Regions from separate parts of the Rattus norvegicus genome. Here region 2 is linked to region 1. A link is a contact called in public Hi-C data. All regions are on one chromosome and are shown on one strand. Each heading gives the region's core, a stretch centred on a gene start, on an enhancer-like site or on the middle of the called end of the contact. The rest is flanking DNA. Distances are from core to core; before and after follow the strand shown.

Region 1 (3,942 bases), core at 742-3,241:
GTAGGAAGGTCCAGCCCACTGTAGGCGATGCCACCCCGGGTCAAGTGGCTCTGAGCTCTGTATGAGAAAGCTAGGTAAACACAAGCCATTGAGCAATCCAGAAGTCAGGCAGCAAGCAGAAGGCTGATGTCTCAGAAATGGTTCGGGCTGGCTGATTTATTTATTCCTCCATGATTTCTGCTCCAGGAGCCTGTTTAAATCCTTGCCCTGACTTCCCTCAAGAATGGACAGCAACCTGGAAGTGTAAGTCAAATAACGCCCCACCCACTAGGTTGCTTTTAGCCAGGGCATTTTTTTTATCACAGAAGGGAATAGCAGTCATCTCCTTTTTGTGTGGCCAACAACTGTGTTGTTTCCATCCCAGAACCCTCCTTCCCTCCCATTCCAGAGCCATGCATCTTTCTGCCCACTCAAAAACCTAAATGGAATATGGCAAATTTCTCAAGTTCAGTGTGGCTAATATCAGACTCATCTCCTACCTCAAACCTTCTACCCCACTGAGATTTGTAACCGTGGGCTCTCCCACCCGTGCAGTTCCCCAAACTAACGACTCTGAGACTTCTTATATATGAATAAATGCCTAGGCCGCTAGCTTTGGCTTGTTTCCACTAGCTCATAACCTCTACAGAGATTCCTTGACAGTTTTAACGACATGCCCAGTATTACGCATCCTGACACAGCCTTGGGTGTCACTCCTCGCCTCTCCCCCTTACCTCAGCATCTGATGGTCAGCAAACCCTGCGGGTTGGCCCTCATACACAGCTCTGCTCACTTTCAGGTCATACATGGATTCTCTCCTTTGGCTCCTGCAGCTAATTTTACCCCCTTCGCCCCTTTGCAGCCAAATGATCTTCCAAAAATTACCTGCGTGTGAGGACAGGCAGTTCAAGGAGAGGTTTAAGTCTATATTCAACCAAAAGCAGATAAGAGAAGCTATCAGGTTCCAGGAGACCATGCCTTCCTCTGCTCCTAATTAGCTATAGAATTCAAAATCTTGGGCCCCTATCCTGTTAAGGAAGCTTGAAACTTCCTTCTCTTTTGTGACCAGAGCTTTGTTATAAAGTTTTTAAAAACTTAAAAAAACAAAACAAAACAAAACAAACAAACAAAAAAAACACTTCCTGAAGGTAACCAATGGGCCTGAGGGGTGTGGGAATCACAATACTCAATCTGGGATGTATTAGTTTCTTTCCTGTTGCTATGGTGACATATACTGACAAAAAAGTGACTTAGGGAAGTGAGGGTTTATTTTGGCTCATGGGTCTGCAGGAATACAGTCCATAGTACTGGGCAAAGGATGACTTCGGGAGCTGGATCGTCTTGCTTTCATCTTCAAAGCCTCCCAGTGATGTTCTTCCTCCAGTAATGCTCCACCCACTCAAAGTTCCATAATCTCCACAAAGAGCACCACAAACTGAGGACCAAGTGTTCAAGCACCTGAACCCATGGGAGACACTTTTTACTCAACCCATTATACAGAACCTCTCCGATGTTTTGGCAAAAACAGCTCTGACGACTTTTCTTGGCAGTGCCGCTGAGCATGTAGAGAAAGTGTGTAAGACACACCCTTATTAATTCTTTTGTTTACATTTTGTTGCAGAGGCAGACTGGCCTCAAACTTGCAACCCTGCTGCCTCAGCCTCCCCGGCGCGAGTACTATAAACACGTACCACCATTTCTCGTGTTCACGAATGAGTCTCTTCATGAGAATAATCACGGTGATAACCTTGTGAGGGAGAATTTTGTCCCAGAGTGCTAGAGAGCCAAATGTAAGTTGGGTCCTATTTTTCCAGCAGCCTGAGCGCCCCTCCAGGAATCAGCAAGAGACGGATCTCTTGCCTGATCTGAAGGAAACCACACTCTGGGAAGAATTCACTTCTGTTGGAAAGAGACATAGCAATTCCAGATGGCGGATCCTTCTCTCTCTGGATGTTCCTCCATGTGGCCGCTCCAAGTCTATATTTAGCGTGATCTGAGTAAGAATCACACGCTGGGCTAAACTCGGCCCAGAATATCAGCTGTGATTTGCTGCCAGTAGCAGTTATAAATCTCCCAGTTGGAATTTCATCCGGTTGCTACTGGATGGGTTCATTTGCCTTACACCCCACAGCTGTAAATATGTAGACCCGAGGCAGCCCTGTTTATATTGTCTCTCTGTCTATAATTGTATCTATCTGCCCCACTGGTCGTTGAACAAGATGAATGCCTTTAAGTCCCATTATTAATTATGGTCATTTATTCAAGGGCACTGACAGTGAGCTGACAGAAAAAGCAGCTTCAGCCACACTCACCCCGCTGTGGATTTTCTACTGGGGAAAAAAATAAATAAACCGTGGATTTCTATCAGCTACTGAAAATGGTAGGTCCGACACACGGGGGGGGGGGGGGAGACCATAGTAGGTAAAGATATTTGAGCCAAGCTAGACTTTAGGAACATGGTGACCTTGGGGTGAAGCCAGTGGAACTAGCTCTGTGTCCATGTATGGGGATTGAATTTGTGTGGGAGTGGGGCTGGCAGTGTAGGCACGTGGAAACACAGAATTCAATGTGGCTGAATTCACATTTCAGGACTGTTCCTGAGTGACCTGCTTGGGCCCCTCTGCTAGCCTAGGGAAGCCGTCCCCACCAACAACTGAGGTTGGGCTGGGTAAGAGAACAGCATGTCTAGCCAAACCTGAGAGGATTTGGAGTCACCCAGGAGGTGAGCCTGCAGGCACACCTGTGAGAGATGCTCTGGATTAGATAGGAATCTCGGTAGAAGGACACACCCTGAAAGCACCTTTCCCTGTGCTTGGGCCCTGAACCCCCTGAAAAGGAGAGAACTAGCTGGGCACCAGCATTAATTTGTCGTCTTCCTGGGTGAAGACGCACTGGAACCAGACATGTCCACCTCTGCTTTCCTCGTCACGATGAACGAACTCCCCAACTGTGATGAATCAGAAGAAGCCTTTCCCTCCTTCCTTAATTTGCTTTGACCGATTGTTTTATTACAGCAGCAAGAAAAGTAACTAAAGCAGAGTCTTACTGTGTAATCCAGGCTGGCTTTGAACTCACCACGTAGCCCAGGCTGGTCTTGAACTCTGTGTCTACCTGCCTCTGCCTCCCAAGTTCTGAGAATGCAGAGCATGGCACCATGGCCGGCACAGCCAACCCGTTTTATCAAGTTCACGGAGCTCAGGGTTTGTGCCCCCTTCATCCAGATTCTTTCTTTCCAGGTGCAGCAGAAGATCCTGTATCTACCTATACGTTCCCAGTTCTCCATCTACCAATGAGCCCAGTTAGGTAGAAACTTTAGACCAGAAACTCAACCTTCCCAGTGCTGTGACCCTTTAATACAGTTCCTCATTTTGTGGTGACCCCAACCATAAAATTATTTTCTTTGCTACTTCAGAACTGTAATTCTGCTCCTGGTATGAGCTATAATGTAAATATCTATGTTTCCTGGTGGTCTTTCCCCAAAGGGGTCTTGACCCTCCCATTGAGAACCAACAGAAATGTGCATAAACCATTTTCCTTTTTGGAAACACACATTGTCATTGGCTTTATGGTGTGGAGCTCCTGAGTGTGGCCTCTTGGCAATCCTGTCTATCTTAGAAGCCATGACTTCTCCAAAGAGGTTGTTAGAGGTGCTCAGTTAGTAAAAGCTCTTGCCTTATAAGCATAAGGAACTGAGTTAGAACCCTAGAAGACACATTTAAAACAGGTAGGTGGAATGGTACTCAGTTAAAATCCCAGACCTGAGAATAGACAGATCCCTGGCGTCACTGGCTACCCACCGTAGCCTACTCAGTAAATTCCATGACAGTGAGAGACCATACCTCAAAAAACACCAACAGAAAAGATGTATACTATTACTGAGGAATTGTACCCAAGATTATTGTGTACACACACACACACACACACACACACACACACACACACACAAGCATGCCCGTACTCACA
Region 2 (3,911 bases), core at 114-2,613, 110 kb after region 1:
ATTTAGACTAAAAGCCCTTTTGCTTGATTCATTTCTTAGGCATTTCGGTAGGATTTTAAGCTAATTTCGTTTTACTTATTGGAAGAAACACTACGTTTTAATAAATATAGCAGGCAACGTTAATACACAATTATGAAATCTGATCATGGACATCCTGTAAATCATGATCGCCTATTAACAAATGCTGAGATGGTGAAAAGGAAGGCTAAAGATACACCTCCTCTCTTCTATCTTTCCAAAATTTCACCACCTCAGAAGTGTGCTCAGGATGTGTAGGTAAGAAAACGTCTAAGATCAGGTTTCATTTTCTCTCCCTAACAAAAGCTATGCAGAAGGCAATTACTCTCCATCAATCCTTCCAGGCTGCAGCTTCTTCCAGAAAATTCCAAGGAAAGTTAGTGAGGCATTCGCATTTCGATACGGATACCATCTTCCTCGCTAGTCACACTGAAATCCTTTACAACACTTAAACGTTTCTCTTGTATGGCTTTACGATGTACACGAGAAATAAACAAGCCTTTAAACCAGAAGACTACACACACACACACACACACACACACACAGAGAAAAACCCCAATCCACAGATCATCGAAACCAAATCAATATAAAAACAATTGCGTAAACAAACTTTGAGATGCGCATGCAACGACGTGGATGACTGAAGCCATTTCTCAACCCGACACCCCCTCCTCCCGGAAAGGCCCAGAACGCACCATCCGTGCAGGAAGCCGCTAGGGACCGCGACCCCCGGCGCTACGCAGTATCCGCACCGCACATCTATCCGGCGCATTCAGGGAGGCAAACCCAAGGTCACACAGGCCCGCGCCCGAGCCCCCCAGGCAGGGCGTCACCGCGGTGACCCGCCGCGGGGGTCCCGCCACGCCCCTCCCCCGCCGGGTTACGCAATGCCCCCGCCCCCGCCCCCCGCCCGGCACGGAACAAAGCGCGCGGGAAGCGGCCGCGGGGCTGGGGCAGGGACCCCGCAAGCGCCATGTTGGCGGGGGCGGCGGGGACCGGGCGGGGGCGACGAACAAAGGAACTCGCGCACGCCCGGGCCCCAGCCCGCCGCGCCCCGGCCCCACCGAGCCCGGCCGGCAGGGGGCGCTGAGGGGCGCCGCCCGCGGACAATGCGCCCGGGGCCCCGCGGGCTGTGCTCACCTGGGTACGCGCGCCGCGAGGCCCACTCGCTTTCCCCTCACAGCCCAGCACCCGGCCCCACACGCGTCTCACCTGTCGGCCACCGAGGCTGCCAACGGGGCCGCCGTGGCTCGCTCGTGCTCCCCGCCGGCCCAGCCCGAGCCAGACGGCGCCTCCCCACCCCCGCTCCTCGCCGCGGCCGCCGCCCGCCCCCTAGCCGCCACGGCGCACGCGCACTGCGCCCGCCGAACTGCGACGGCCGCGCCGCCCCGGCGCCCGGCGCCGCCGGACGCACTGCGCAGGCGCGAGTGGGAGGAGGGGCCTTGGGGCGAGGGCGGGGCCTGGCGCTGCTCACCTGGAGGGTGGGGCGCGCGCCCGTAGCTGCCAGGTACGCGCTGGGGAGCCACGGGCGGTACGCGCACCCGGGCCCTCTTAGAAGCGGAACAGGGTCGGGAAGACAAACACGAACGGAGAGTAACGGGCGTTGGCATTTACTCTTCAACGGGAGGACGGTTTCCAGGAACCGTCCTGCCTCTTTGTCCTGGGACCTTACGTCTGTCTCGGGCCTGGCTAGCTGCGGAGATGCATGAGGCTCGGTCACATGACCTTGCGCAGCGCAGGTGCGTTCTCGTCACTGCGGAGCAGCAGCTTTGGGCTGCAGGACGCGAGCCCTTTAAAAATATGGATAGACTCCCCATGCTCCCTTGAAGACACACCGCCTTACTGCACGCCGCACTGCGCAGAGGCCGAGGAACTAGGCTCAGCTTGCAAAGCTCAGGGCCTCCTGCGAACACCTGCCGCAAACACCCGGCCTTGGCCTAGCTGCAGCCGCTATTCTAGATCTCACCCCGGGCTCCTCGCGAGGCTGCAAGCCAGGACTTCCCACGATCGCACGTCAATCCGTGCGACTCTGGTTCCAGTTAAGATGCCTTTTGAGGACGTGTTTGGCTGTGGGCAAGGAGAGAGAGGAAACGTCCGGGATGGTTTGGATTGAGGGGAAGTCAAATGCGGGACCTGAAGGTTCGTCTTGGTCTGCATTCAGCCTGGCGCGCTCTGGTCTCCTACCCTCCTCTAGCCCAGTGTCTGGATCCAGGCGGTCACCGACCTGGTTCCTCGAGTGCCGTAGCACTGCCGCATTGTAATAAGCCTCCTGCCAGTGTGTTGCCAGGTCGAATTACGAGACGTTATTGGAAAGCCCTTTGCGCACTCCAAACCTGCAGCACGGTTGTTAGTTCGCTGAGCTCTTTGAGAGATTTCTCTGGCACCTTTTTTCTTTCAAAGTAAGATTGATATGTGCCTGCTCATATTAAAATGCTTGTCTCAGATGACATTCTTGGCAGGAGCAACATAGTCACAGACCGAAGAGAGGGCGAATTTCAGTAGAGACGCAGCCATCCTAGAGAGAATTGAGAGATGATTAGCTTTTGTTGTTGTGTTTAATGTTTGGTAGTGGAGGCTGACAGGAACAAGGAAGGGCGCGATGGGAAGGAGGCTGGAGTGACAGTACAGAACACTTCTGTTTCCTTGGTGATCCTCCTGGGCTTTTCTGTTCTCTAGAGGAACAGAACTTACAGAATGAATATATATGTACGGAAAGGGTATGTGTTAGAATACCTCACAGGCTGTGGTTCAGTTAATCGAACAATGACTGTCTAACAACAGAAGGTCCAGGGATTCAGTAGTTGTTCAGTCCCCAAAGCCGAATGTCTCGGCTGGTCTTCAGTATACGCTGGAATCTCAAGCAGGTTATAATGATAGTGAAGGAATGGACTTGCTAGTGAGACAGAGAATAAACAGGCAAAGAGCAAAAGCTCCCTTATCCCATGTCATTTAAATAGGCTGCAAGCAAGCTTGCCCCAGATTAAAGGTATGTCTTCCCACTTCAAAAGAGCCACATTACAGGTGACTCTTTCCATCTCAAAAGGTCTGGGTTAAAGGCATTATCTTTTTGCCTCAAAGACCCCAATCAAATGATTTAATTAAGCAGAAATCTATCACTCGTGGGCCCAGTCATTGGGGTTTTAATTCCTGATGTAGGAAAGTTGACACCCAAAAGTAGCCTTCACATCCGCCTAGCTCTTACTGACATGGACCTGGTAACTTGAGCAAGAGAGTGTTGGGTTGTTTTGCTTGAAACAGGGTCTCGCTGTCTAGCCTGCCTAGAATGTGATAGGTTAGCCCAGGCAGGTAAGGTCTTCTGGGTAAGCCTCCTCAATGCCTGGCCACATGATAGGGTTTTAAGGATGACTGCCCTGGGCGCTGTAGGACATTTGGTGTCTTCCGTGGCTTCCACCCACCTGAGGCCACTTGCAGACCCTGCTGACCCATCAGACCCTTCAAACATTACCACACCCCCACCCTAACCCCACTCCTGGTTTAAATTTGCCTCTACTGATGGTTTCCAGCAACCTGTCAAAAATACATGGGCCACATTCTAGAGCTAAGAATGCCTAAACTGGATTCAGGGAGAGTTGGTTGTTTGGTTTTTGTTTTTAGGACAAGGTTTCATCTAGCCCAGGCTGGTCAGAATTTTATATAGCCAAAGACCATCTTGAACACCTTTCTCATCCCCCTGCTTTCCTCCTCCCAAGAGCTGGGATAACCAGCACATCCAAATCGAATGGGACACTGCTGGGCGGTGGTGGGACATGCTATGGATCTCAGTACTCAGAGGTGAAGGCAGGCAGATTTCTGAGTTTGAGGCCAGTCTGGTCTACATTGAGAGACCCTGTCTTAAAAGACAAAACAGGAAAAAAAGTTGGCAGCCAGGGCTT

What was found. A called contact is a pair of places that touch in the nucleus more often than the background predicts.
Region 2: a Hi-C map of the A7r5 cell line shows a contact between it and region 1, with 2.3 times the contacts expected there. The contact joins the promoter of Spin1 here to the enhancer-like site in region 1. A contact is called at or near these places in 4 of 12 Hi-C or Micro-C datasets (the A7r5 cell line, Schwann cells, kidney and 1 more).

The regions. Positions count from the first base shown.
Region 1 is chr17:14,149,385-14,153,326 of GRCr8, forward strand. No RefSeq gene overlaps it. Among named protein-coding and RNA genes, the nearest start is that of Nxnl2, 36 kb to the right of the region's middle. Within about 2 kb of position 1,992, at least 14 of the 93 cell types and tissues checked have an H3K27ac peak or open chromatin away from gene starts, as enhancers often do. A contact at or near this core is called in the A7r5 cell line, where this site is marked.
Region 2 is chr17:14,255,699-14,259,609 of GRCr8, forward strand. It overlaps Spin1 (spindlin 1), which reads right to left and starts at 1,364. Exons shown (of 6, transcript NM_001419143.1): 1 at 1,231-1,364.